Linked DNA regions of Danio rerio: region 1 is linked to region 2. Evidence: chromatin contacts called from public Micro-C data. All regions are on one chromosome and are shown on one strand. The core of a region is the stretch at or near the end of the contact, and the rest is flanking DNA. Distances in the headings are between cores, read along the strand shown.

What was found. Hi-C and Micro-C count contacts between places; a contact is called where the count stands out from the background.
Region 1: a contact with region 2 is called in a Micro-C map of caudal fin, with 3 times the contacts expected there. The contact joins the promoter of lmo4b here to the enhancer-like site in region 2. A contact is called at or near these places in 1 of 18 Hi-C or Micro-C datasets (caudal fin) and 1 of 4 datasets of contacts at active chromatin or transcription factors (embryo).

What each region holds. Positions count from the first base shown.
Region 1 is chr6:28,425,256-28,430,948 of GRCz12tu, forward strand. lmo4b (LIM domain only 4b) reads right to left here and starts at 1,640. Exons shown (of 5, transcript NM_212689.2): 1 at 1,270-1,640. It also overlaps a transcript of kyat3.2 not described here.
Region 2 is chr6:28,125,949-28,131,947 of GRCz12tu, forward strand. It overlaps a transcript of kyat3.2 not described here. Among named protein-coding and RNA genes, the nearest start is that of pkn2b, 270 kb to the left of the region's middle. Within about 2 kb of position 2,768, at least 6 of the 62 cell types and tissues checked have an H3K27ac peak or open chromatin away from gene starts, as enhancers often do. A contact at or near this core is called in caudal fin, where this site is marked.

The DNA of each region.
Region 1 (5,693 bases), core at 390-2,889, 300 kb after region 2:
AGAGAGGAATCCAAATGCTACTGTTGCCAGAACTGGAGAAGTTAATTGAGGAAGCCTTAAAGTTGTACGACCCATTCAGAGGTCGACATATTCCAATTGCTTTCACTAAGGTTATCAGATGACGGATTTCCAGCCAACATCATGAAGAACATTCAGCAGCATTCGCTTTGGGGACTGGTCACTGCTGCGTGAAATTACCCCTACTATGTTGGATCATTCTGCATATGCAAGAAATCAGTTAATGCCGGCCTACAGAAATATCTGCCTCTGACAGAAATCACATTAACCACAAACCCTCATTTACGATTGCAGTTCTGTGCTTTGCTCTGTTGATCCATCAGTACTGTGTGTGTGCAATGTTTCCCAGGTTTCATAAGGAGGGCTGCTGGACCGAAGTGGGAAAGATTAAAATTTAAGATATATTCGTGAAAGGCTGTAAGCCAAATCTTTGTTGAAAGGTAATTAGAGGAGAAGAGAGAGGCGGGGGGTAGAAAACATTGCACTGAGAGAGAAAGAGAGAGAGAGAGGCATTCAGTAACCCCATTAGTGGAGGCTCTTAGGGACAAGCAATACCTTAGTGCTGATTAAATCTAAAGGGAGATGAATCAGAGACCGAAAGTGACTCCCCCAGATAAATAAGATCGGACCATCGTCAAGTTTCATTCCCTGGAAGAGGGAAGAGGGGAGATTTGAAGAGAGGGAGGGGGTGGCTTTTAAGTCAAATGGGCAAACTCAAGTAATTACACGGACAGGCAATTTAAGAGAGGGGATGTGCAGAAATATAAAACAGATCAGCAGCCCATGGCCAGTAATACAGATCGCGGTGCTGGAGACTAAATACAGCTGCTCCTGCCAGAATGCACAATGCAACATGGACAGAATTGCACTTGTGTTATGGTTTGTTGACCATCTGTACAGCACGCGCGCACTTAAGATGCACTAATAAGATATTAAACTCGAAATGCCAGCAATTTCCAAGATTACGTCTAAATAACCTATGTGGTCTTCTTATGAAACAACGCGCATCGCTCATGTTTAATTCACTAACGTACATTATTACGGTATAAGTGCGTGACATGCAACACAATTTGCACACAAGCACAATACATAAAATCTAGTCATTAAGTAACTGTAATCTTTTATGCTTTCGTGTGTAGTGTTTTTCTGCAACATCAATTCTGTCGCTCCGTAACAAACGTGTCTCGTCAAACTACGAAATATTACCATTCATAAAGCAAAATACGGTTAGTTGAAGAGAAGTGCACTTACCTCTTTGAAATGTAATGGTTGAATGGTGGTGAGAAATGTACAGCAGTCTGTTTTCTCTGTAGAAAATATATAAAAAATAACGCGCACAGTCCAACAAACTCACAGACGGAGCAGCGCGTGGATGAACACTTCTCGCTGCTGCGAAAGAGTCAAGCAAATGGAGTTTTCAGATTATATTTCCACTGTTGCCGTCACCTTTTTTCTCAGATGCTCTTATTATCACTGAAAAGCTCGGCGGCGGGTTTGTTGATGGAGCTGTCGGCAAGGTCTTCGGTAATTTCCATAGATGAAGAGAGCGCTTGTGTTTGTAACTGTCCTCTCTCGCGCGCTGATGTCTCGCCGCTGCTTGTCGCTTGTGCTCTACATGTGTCAGTGACAGAAAAAAACCCAGAGTAAACCTCCTCTCGCAGGATGACGTCAATCAGGCTGTGGCCAATCATGACGCACTCCATTCAAGCGGAATGAGGAATACAGCCAATCAAAAGAAGGCGAGGTTGACTTCGACACACACTGTTCAAAGAAGGAAAGATTGCGGTTGAGAGTGGCTGTCTGCTTGTTGAGGTTGGACAGGGCAGAGGTGTTCAACCGTCGGGACCGGGTCCCACTATGGGGCCTCGGTAAGCGCACAAGGGGTCCCCAAAATGAAACATTTTTAAATAAAAAAACATTTTATACGGAATTAATTCCTCATTTACAGCATAAGACCAACAAGAACCGTACATTCATAATATTTATTATTTAAAGGAGTTGACAGTTTTCACATCTGCATAAAATCACAGCTCCCTGAATATTGTCTTGCATGTTAAGAAAAAGTTTAGATATATTTATTGTATTTTCTGTTACTTTTAGTCTCTGTTATATTACATTATTAATTGGTTTTCATTTTTACTTATATATTTATGTATTTGTCTTTATATATTTGTAATCAAATGTAGTTAATTTATTTGATTAAATATGATTATAAATTTTACATGACTCTTCAACTAAAATATACTTAAAATATTTAGTTTTACAGTTATTAGTTTACTTAATACTAATGTGGTATTAAAATAATAATAATAATAAAATAATAATAAAAATAATAATAACAACAACAATAATATATATATATATATATATATATATATATATATATATATATATATATATATATATATATATATATATATATATATATATATATATATATGTTTTTTTTTTTTTTTTTGTGCAGATATGAATTATTCTACCTTTCCTTTGACATTGAAAGAATGTCTGCAGAGCAAATCCTTCATCTGGAGAACTTCTGCTCCATATCTACAAAACTGATTGTGGAAGTTTCATGCTATTAGTAAGTATTCCAGTGTTTAAGTGTTCCCATATACATATTTCATCTATTTCATATTAGATTGACTGAGGGCTGTGTTAACTATATAAAAGTCTATTTGGTTTCATGGACAAAGTGAAAATTCACTACACCACTACAGAAGTCACGCTCATGTTCTTATAACAGTGGCGCCATCCCCTGGTATAAATGAGAACTAAAACTATAGATTTGTTGGTCGCCTTTTCTAAGATTTAGCTTTGAGACTTAGCATAACCTTAATAAATTCTTTAAAATAAAATAAAATATTCAATAATAAGGTTAACATGTCATGCACATCATTATGTCACAAAATCATGAAACAACTGTTATTCTATTTATTTACAAAGGTCACAAATACACCAAGAAAGAACATCATTTTTTATGTCCGAAGGCTTTTAAAGATGATTTGGGTAGCACTTTATTTTGATGGTCCAATTGAGTATTAGTAGACTGTCTGCTAGATATCTGTTGATACTGCTCCTTCAACAGACATTTAACTGACTATAGACCATTTCAATGAGGTGATGTCATTCATTGGCCCTAAACTATTTCCTAACTGTAACAAGAGGCAATTCAATTTTAACTTTATGTTAAAACATCTGTCATAACAATATTTATAAATCTTTTTGGATTCTTGGAAGTTATGGAAATTAAAAACGTAAGACAGGAAAGGTTATTGTTTACACCCCCAGAATGGTCTATAAGAAACTTAGCAAGTACAGTACATGTCAACTTGCACTAACCCTAACCCTAACCGTCTAATTAATCTAATGAGAATTAGTTGCAATGTAGCTTAAATTCAACAAACGGAGCATCAAAAAAAGTGTGACTATGATTTGTTTGTGAGGGCAATTGCTCATTTTGTGGCAATTTTTGGGGCAAGGAAGTCATTGTCATTTCACAATAAAGAGAACCTGAAATTGATAGCTTTTTTTCAGCAAGACTAAATATCCTTAAAATTGACTTACAAGTGCACTCATTTTTTGCGAGCGTTTATATTTTAGTGTCATCTCTCATGAAAACATGAACACAATAAATGAAAGAAAAATGACCACTGAGCAATGTCTCTGACTAACCACCCTTTTGTTTATTTTTATGATATCTATATAAAAGTTTCGAATTGACACTCAGAGACCCGTCTTCATTCAGCCTAAAGGAGCAGCGAGTGAAGCGTTATACGTGATGTTCAGCTGAGTTTCAGTGGGCAGCTAATCTTTACAAGACAAAACTGTGTAATTATGAGTTGCCTCTGGATTCATTAGTAAGATGTACATTGTGTAAAGAGTCTCCTATACCAGATACTAATGGTTTAATTGTCACTGGTCCTGCCTGATTGCAGCGAGCAGTTTGATTTCCCTGCAGGAAAGGCAACTCTATTTCTCCCAGGATTGGGCTCGATTCTCTCCAACAAGAACAATGAGCCAAAGATAGCAAAGAATGTATTTTCCACGAAGGAATAATTAATTTATCTCAACTATTAAAACTAGTGGGAAATTATGGGATGACTCTGAATGGGGGCCTCGGAGGAGAAGCTTTGTTTGTTCTTGGGCTGTTTTAATGAGCCTTTCACAAATGGCCAAGAAAAAATACTTCTTTCTCTTCTTCTTTTTTTTTTTTTTTGCAATATGATAGTCGCACACAATAATGAGGAAGGGGGTGCTTGGGGGATCCGAAGGAAAAGAGCAACATCGAACCCCTCTTTTTCTGATCTCCTGATGTCCTACAGCGCAGCAGTGTAGTGATTACAAACAGCCATCGAGAAACAGCACTATTTAAACAGCAGAGAGACGGTATAAAGTATTGATACCCCAACACAGGCAGAGAAAGAGCTCATAATGAAGTTTGTGTCCTCTAGGGGAAACCAATTCAAGCCGGTAAGAGATATAGAGTATTCACCGTGATGCCTCATTTCAGAGAAGAAATCTACCCCTTGCGATATTACATTATTATGCTGTTAAACTGAGTGGCTCTCCATCAGGCAGCCACAGAAAAAGGGCCGAAAAAGCCTTTAAGATCCATAAAAACACAACATGATATGATTCAGGTATGATAGAGGAACAGAAATAGGACAAAACGCTGTTCTGAGTCAACATTCCCACACGCACAGCAGTCACGCTATAGCGGTGTTCGTGTCAAGGCCTTGCATTAATACAGAGATAATGGATTATTGATTTGTAAATACAAATGCCTTTTATGAAATGTTGGAGGGTAGTGGTTGGAAATGGATACGTTTTCAGCGAATTTAGCATTATGGCGTCGACTTCCCAATCAGCAGACTGCCCTTCATTGAGGGCCGATCTATGGCAAAGTGGAATGAAAAGTCAACTGGCTATAGAAACACTTTCTCAAATGTGAATTCAACAGTGCTGGAGGTCTCTGGTCTCATATCATCAGTGTGAGGATATGTCGCTAACCCTTCTCCGTTTTCCATTACGAGCATGGCGAGTGTACTTTACCCAGGTGAGTGTAACACGCCTGCAGCACCTAGATGGGTGGCGTGACACCGAGAAATATCGAGTTGCATATTTCAAGACAGATTGTTTGTTCATAAAGATTTAGGAGGAAAATCTCAAAGTCATTTCTTTAATATGCTGTTATTGACTGCTTTGATCAATCTTGTGTCAGCAGCGAGCAAGTAAGTGAGCTTAATTAAATACAAATCGATAATTCCTTAACAAATAGCGCATGGACTGGAGAAAACAGAGGCAGCCGAATTAATAGGGGGAGCATTTGTGTAGCTAAACGTTTGGAAAACTTCATCAAGAATTCAGCTCTCTGTCTTTTGCCGAACATTTATACATTATGCATGTCATTTAAATGCAATTAGAGGTCCTAATATGTTAATCTCTTTAATTTATTTGGCAAAGCTTTTTTTGTAATTACATTGTTGTAAACAATGATAAAACTGTGTCCTCATGCGTGCAATTGGATAATTGGCTACTCGCAACACATTTAGTAGATTAGACTAAAACTATTACACAATCATATCTGGGAAACTGGCTGCAAGATGCCCACTGTGTCTTAATTTCCAGTCATGGGAAGCTGATGTAATGGAGAAACACATACTTATGGGTGATTT
Region 2 (5,999 bases), core at 1,518-4,017:
GTGTTTAGGTCAGGACTGTTATCAAACGAGTGGATTTTAGGCAGATCAAAAAATGCATGCCTGAGTTATAACAACTTCTTGTTGCTTGGTGAAACATCTAAGTTTGTGAGGGCGCCATGGACAACGAAAACTCTAGATCTTTACATTATACATCGCCAATGCCTGTAGACAATAATATCCATTTTTGTTGTTGATTTGATGAAATTGCTAGGAAGTAAAATGCCTGGAAATGGCAAAAAACTGTGCTTTTTCAGCAAAGGAAGTTAAAAATATCTATAAAAAGAGACTGTTTTGTTGGTATTGCCATGTTTGATGTGTGTGCCTATTTTCGTACGCATGCATGAAATGTAGCTAATGGGCCACTCCATCAAAAGTGCATAGATGGTGCTGTCGAGCCTTCCGCCACACCCACTTCCGAAACCTGTAACAAATGAAAACTTTTGACACTTCTAGCACGTGTGCAAAGCTTTGTGAGTTTTTAAGCATGTTTAGACCCTCAAAATCACGATTCATTCTAAAGAAGAAGAAGAAGAAAAAGAAAAATAAGAAACCTAGCAATTCCAATAGGGCTTACACACCCTGGGTACTCAGTCCCTAATAAATAATGTTGATAATGATGAATGCCAGTGCTGTTTATTTTAAATCCGACTAGATCAGACTAAAGATAATTATAAATAATTTATGCTAAAATACTTTTAAAATAAGGTATCACAGTGGCGCAGTGGGTCGCACAATCGCCTCACAGCAAGAAGACCACTGGTTTATTCCTTGGCTGGGTCAGTTGTCATTTCTGTGTGGAGTTTGAATGTTCTCCCTGTGTTTGCGTGGGTTTCCTCCACGTGTTCCGGTTACCCCCACATTCCAATGACATGCGCTATTGACCTTATTCTAAAATGTGGAAGTGCGCCTGTTTTCGCGATTGTCTTAGAACTTCCAATTCAGTCGCCTATGGGAGAAATGACTAAGAATAATAAACGGCAGAAAACAGTCAAACTACTTGCTCTACAAACAAATGTTTGCATGACTATACAGACCAAGTAGAATAATATAATAAGAAAATATCAAATTGCAACATCAAGCAGCGTAATGAGCCGTTTTTAACATCAAAATATGAATGGAAGTGAATGAGACCGGAAGTCTCAAGCCAAAAAGATTCAAATAGCAGCGCCCGCTCGTCGGCGGAGAATAAGGTGAATAGGTGAATTGGTTAAGCTAAATTGGCCGTAGTATGTGTGTGTGAATGAGAGTGTAGGGGTGTTTTCCTGTGATTGGTTTCAGCTGGAAGGGCATTCACATTATAAAACATATGCTGGATAAGTTGGCCCTTCATTCCGCTGTGGCAACTCCTGATTAATAAAGAGATTAAGCCGAAAAGAAAGTGAGTGAATGAATGAATAAATAATAATAATAATAATAATAATAATTATGAATGCCTTTTTTGTCAGTATTGTTTATTTTAAATCGGATTAGATGAGACTAAAGATAATTATAAAATAATTTAATTTATGCTAAAAAACTTTTAAAATACATATTAAAAGCTTAACTATTTATTATTCATAACACAAATACTTATATTAATTACTAAATACTATAAATTAACTTAAACTTTTAGCATTTTAGTGATATTTTTGAGGAACAGATTTAGAGGATCCAAAGAACAGTTTTCATTCGAATATATAGTTCAAAATATAAAGGGCTTTACTGGCAATTTTGGTCAAGCTGAATAAAAATTATAAATTTCTAATAATAAATAAAAAAATTGCTGACCTATTTATTTAAGACATAATTTAGTTATTATTTGATTGCTTAACTAATATTATAAATCATTAAAAATGCCTTTACCGATCACTTTTTGACCAATTTGTGATGCATAAGCAATATTTCTTAAATACACATCACACAAACTATAGATTTTTCTTTTTAATCAGGGCATAAGATAAAAATTGACTGCATTAAAGTTGTTCCCTTGCATTATGAAATTGCCTTTTCAGTAATGAAACATTCCACAATGGAGTCAGTGTACTTAAAATATGCTTATCTTTGAGAACAGTGTGATTGCAAATTCAAAAGAGAACTAAAGTGCGAGAAGAAAGCAAAAGAATGTCCGTTTAAGTGCATTACACTGGCTAATTAAGCAGTCTGATGCAATTTGTATGGCAGAAACCTTCAGTCGGTGTGATGCAGTCTGACTAGAGAAGGTCACGAGGTTGCCGGTGGAATTCGAGCCTAACGAAGCTACTAGACTGAATGAATAAGTTGGGATAGTTGATTTAATTTACATCAGTACAGCAGCCAACCGTTGTTCCGGCTGGGGCGGGTTTGGGATTTGCTAGTTTAACTCCTCTTATTTAACCCCTGTGCCCCTCTTCCTCCATCTCTCCGCTACTCCCCACCTCGGGCTGAACTCATTTGGGTTCCTGCATGGGAAGGTCCTGGGGCGGATTCAATCAGCCGCAGCCTTAATTGGCTCTCAGGCATTCAAATTGAAACCGATGGAGAACTAATAACAATTGCCCTACTGGTTTGTAGCTGTAGAAAGCCAGGGAAAATTAGTTGTGGTGCCAGAGCGGTGCACTTTTTAATTGCAAGCAGGATTTTGGTGGGTTTGGTTGGGAGAAACATTAAACACACACACACACAGAGACACAGAGACACACAAACACACGGATTCACCCTGAGGGCTTTTCTTTGTTTCCACGACCTTATAGAGTGATTTTGTAACATGACTGTGACTGGAATTTCTAGTGGCCATGTGAGTGTGTGTGTGTGTGCGTGTGTGTGTTGCCCTCCGGTCCATTCCAGCATGTCATCACCTTCCACCTCTCAGTCATGTAGACAAATGAAAACACACAGTCATGAACACACACAGGTGTTCGGTGGGGCCTTCACTCGGTTTTAACAGACAGTTGAGACACGTCCCGCGCTCTGAGCTGCGGGTAATGTTTACTGAAGAGCAGTTCATCTGAAAGCCCAGAGTTCATCACAGCCATTATTGCAGTACATGTTTTGACAACTGCGGATAAAAGGGTGGCGCATGCATGATGGTGAGAGGAAGATGAGGCCTTCCCGAGCAGTACATTCACACTAAATGCTGGTGGTGACCTGTTGATCTGTGTGGAGAACTGCACCAGCAGATGGTGGAGCTCACAGGAAGCATCTGAAGTCAGTATTTGTAGCTGCAGTCAAAGTTATTTTCATTAAATGACCATTATTTTGGTTTTAAAAAGTCAAATACGTTTTTCTTCATTAGCCTTCCTGCGGTGCATTTACCAAACAACATTAATTGCGGCTGAACTAGTATGATACATTGTTTGAAAAAAAAAAAAAAAAAACATGCAGTGAGGAGTGTTTCCCAAAACCATAGTTGCTCTGTTGCAGATACATCATTTGAACCATAATGGAGCTTTAAGTTGGGTGGAATAACAACTTCTTCAGACAATTATTTTTTTTTTTTTTTGTGCAAATTAAAAAAAAACAAAAAAAAACAACAACATTAATTTTGGTAAAAACATGCAGTTTACCCCCTGTAGTGCACTTTGAAAACATTGATGTCATTTTGAACACAACCGTGGCTCATGATAAAAGCTATAGCTGACTTATTTTTTAAATGCGGAATTTATATTACGTCTCCAAATCTTGTGCAAACAAAAAAACATAGCATACGTTATTGCTTTTAATTTATAGTAGGTTATTTATTAAGTATCTGTACTGTATATGACATGGGCCTGTTGGCAGTCATTTCTGCAGTGCTTTGCATGTGTCAAATTTTAAAAGTAAACTTTTCACCCCAAAAAAAAATAGATAAATAAAAAATATCCTACTTAATAATAATAAAAATAATATTAATAATAATAATAATAATAATAATTATTATAATAATCATCATCATCATTATCATCATCGTCATTATTAATATTATTTTTTAATTTCCTTATAAATAATAAATATTAAATTTAGTAATAAAAAATTTCCTCATTATTTTTATTTATTTTTATGTATTTTTTTATGTATTGCTATTGACATATATTTCAGTGTATATGGAAAACGAGTGCATGTTTTTACCAAAACTAATATTGGTTTTTTTTTATTTTTTTTTTATGCATGTGCAAGTAAAACAACATACTTTGCACAAAGAAATGATGGGGTTCTTCTTTAAAGTTGTTACTTCACTCTGTTTAGAGCATGATTATGGGCATTTTACATTATAAAAACTAATGTGGTTCAACCGTTGGATCTGCGACAGAACAACTACGGTTTTAGAAAACACTCATCACTACATTGCTCTTTTCCCAAATGATGCATCATACAATAATAGTTAAGCCGCGATTTGTCATTGTTTGTTATGTCATTGTTTAGGAAACACACCCCAGATTGTGAATGTTTGCTGGAATAATGGATTTGGGAAATCAAAATCAACAAACTGTGTTTTTAACGACAGAACATGTCACCTTAGTTGCCTAACGAAAGTTTTTGGAAACGCACCCAAGGTTGAGTACATAGACCTGCAGCTTTCATAAACTGGACAATGAAATACATGAACATTCCATTGACTTATATTGAGACACTTTTCCTCTGCATGGTTTGGTATGGTCACTTTTGCTTTTTGCATTTTTGGCTTTTTCACTCCATCAATAAGTACTTTTTTTTATTATCAACATAGGTGAGATTTAAAGTAAGACGTACCATTACACTAGGCATGGGACAATAGCTTGTTTCAAGGTTTACTGCTACATTGCTGTAGCTGATGATGAGAGTGAGTGTCCAACTTGCTCTTTACCACAAAATGCTATAAATACTATAATGCAAGAATGATTAGCATAATATAAATCAATAGACATGAGCTGTGAATAAAATACCTGTAGCAGATCTAGGCAGGTGGTACAGAGGGTTAATATGAACATGGTGTAAAATGCTATGTGGCAAATGGGTATATAAAGGGCAGGTCTAATAGAAACGGATGGTTGACTGACACAAGCCATCTAGTCAACAAACAGAGTTTCAGGACAAAAAAAAAATATATATATATATATATTTAATTTATTTAATTTATTAATTTATTTATTTATTTATTTTTGGAAGATACAAAAAATGTAAAACGTTTTTTTCTTGTTGTTTTTTTACTATATATTTATTGTCCATTTTCTGTAAAATATATTTAAAAGACTTTTTAAAATGCTTTTTGTTTACCCTTTATAATGACCTTAATGTATGAGGACCTGTGCCAAAGTGCATCTGTGCCAACAACACAAGGTGACAGACACTGACTGGACACATATATTCACACAACTTTTATGAACACACACACATGCAAATCTCCTTCAGGTCCCTGCTTCTGATCTGTCAGGTATGGTTAAGGCCATAAAGGTCACAAACTCCTACTGGGAAAGAATTAAGAAGAGAAGGATTAAGACTGAACTTGTGCCTGCTGTCTGTGTGGGACCAACAAAATCAAATCTGACAACATTACTGTTGTTTTTGCCAAGTTCATGACTAATCCTGAACAAGACCATACTAATATTTAACTAATACTGCAATGATGACAGTTCATTTCAATGAGTAGCTTTGCAACTACTACCCTGTATGTAGTCTAGCAATACAGTATTGATAGACTTATGCTTAATAATTGCTAATACTTTATTTTAATGGTCCCCCAACCACGTCTTTGCAAATGCATGTCAACCTGTTCTAAAAACCCTAATGTCTACTTACTCTATACTAAAATAAAAGTTAGTTGACATGCAGTTGTAAAATTACACATATTAAAAATAATGTTTACAGGAGAACACCAAAGTGTAGAGTACCATGTGTTCATTCATTCATTTTCTTTTTGGCTTAGTCCCTTTATTAATCTGGGGCTGCCACAGTGGAACGAACCACCAACTTATCAAGCATATGTTTTATGCAGCGGATGCCCTTCCAGCCACAACCCAAATCCAGGAAACAACTTGCATTCACACACAAATGCACTACAGCCAATTTAGTTTATTCAATTCACCTGT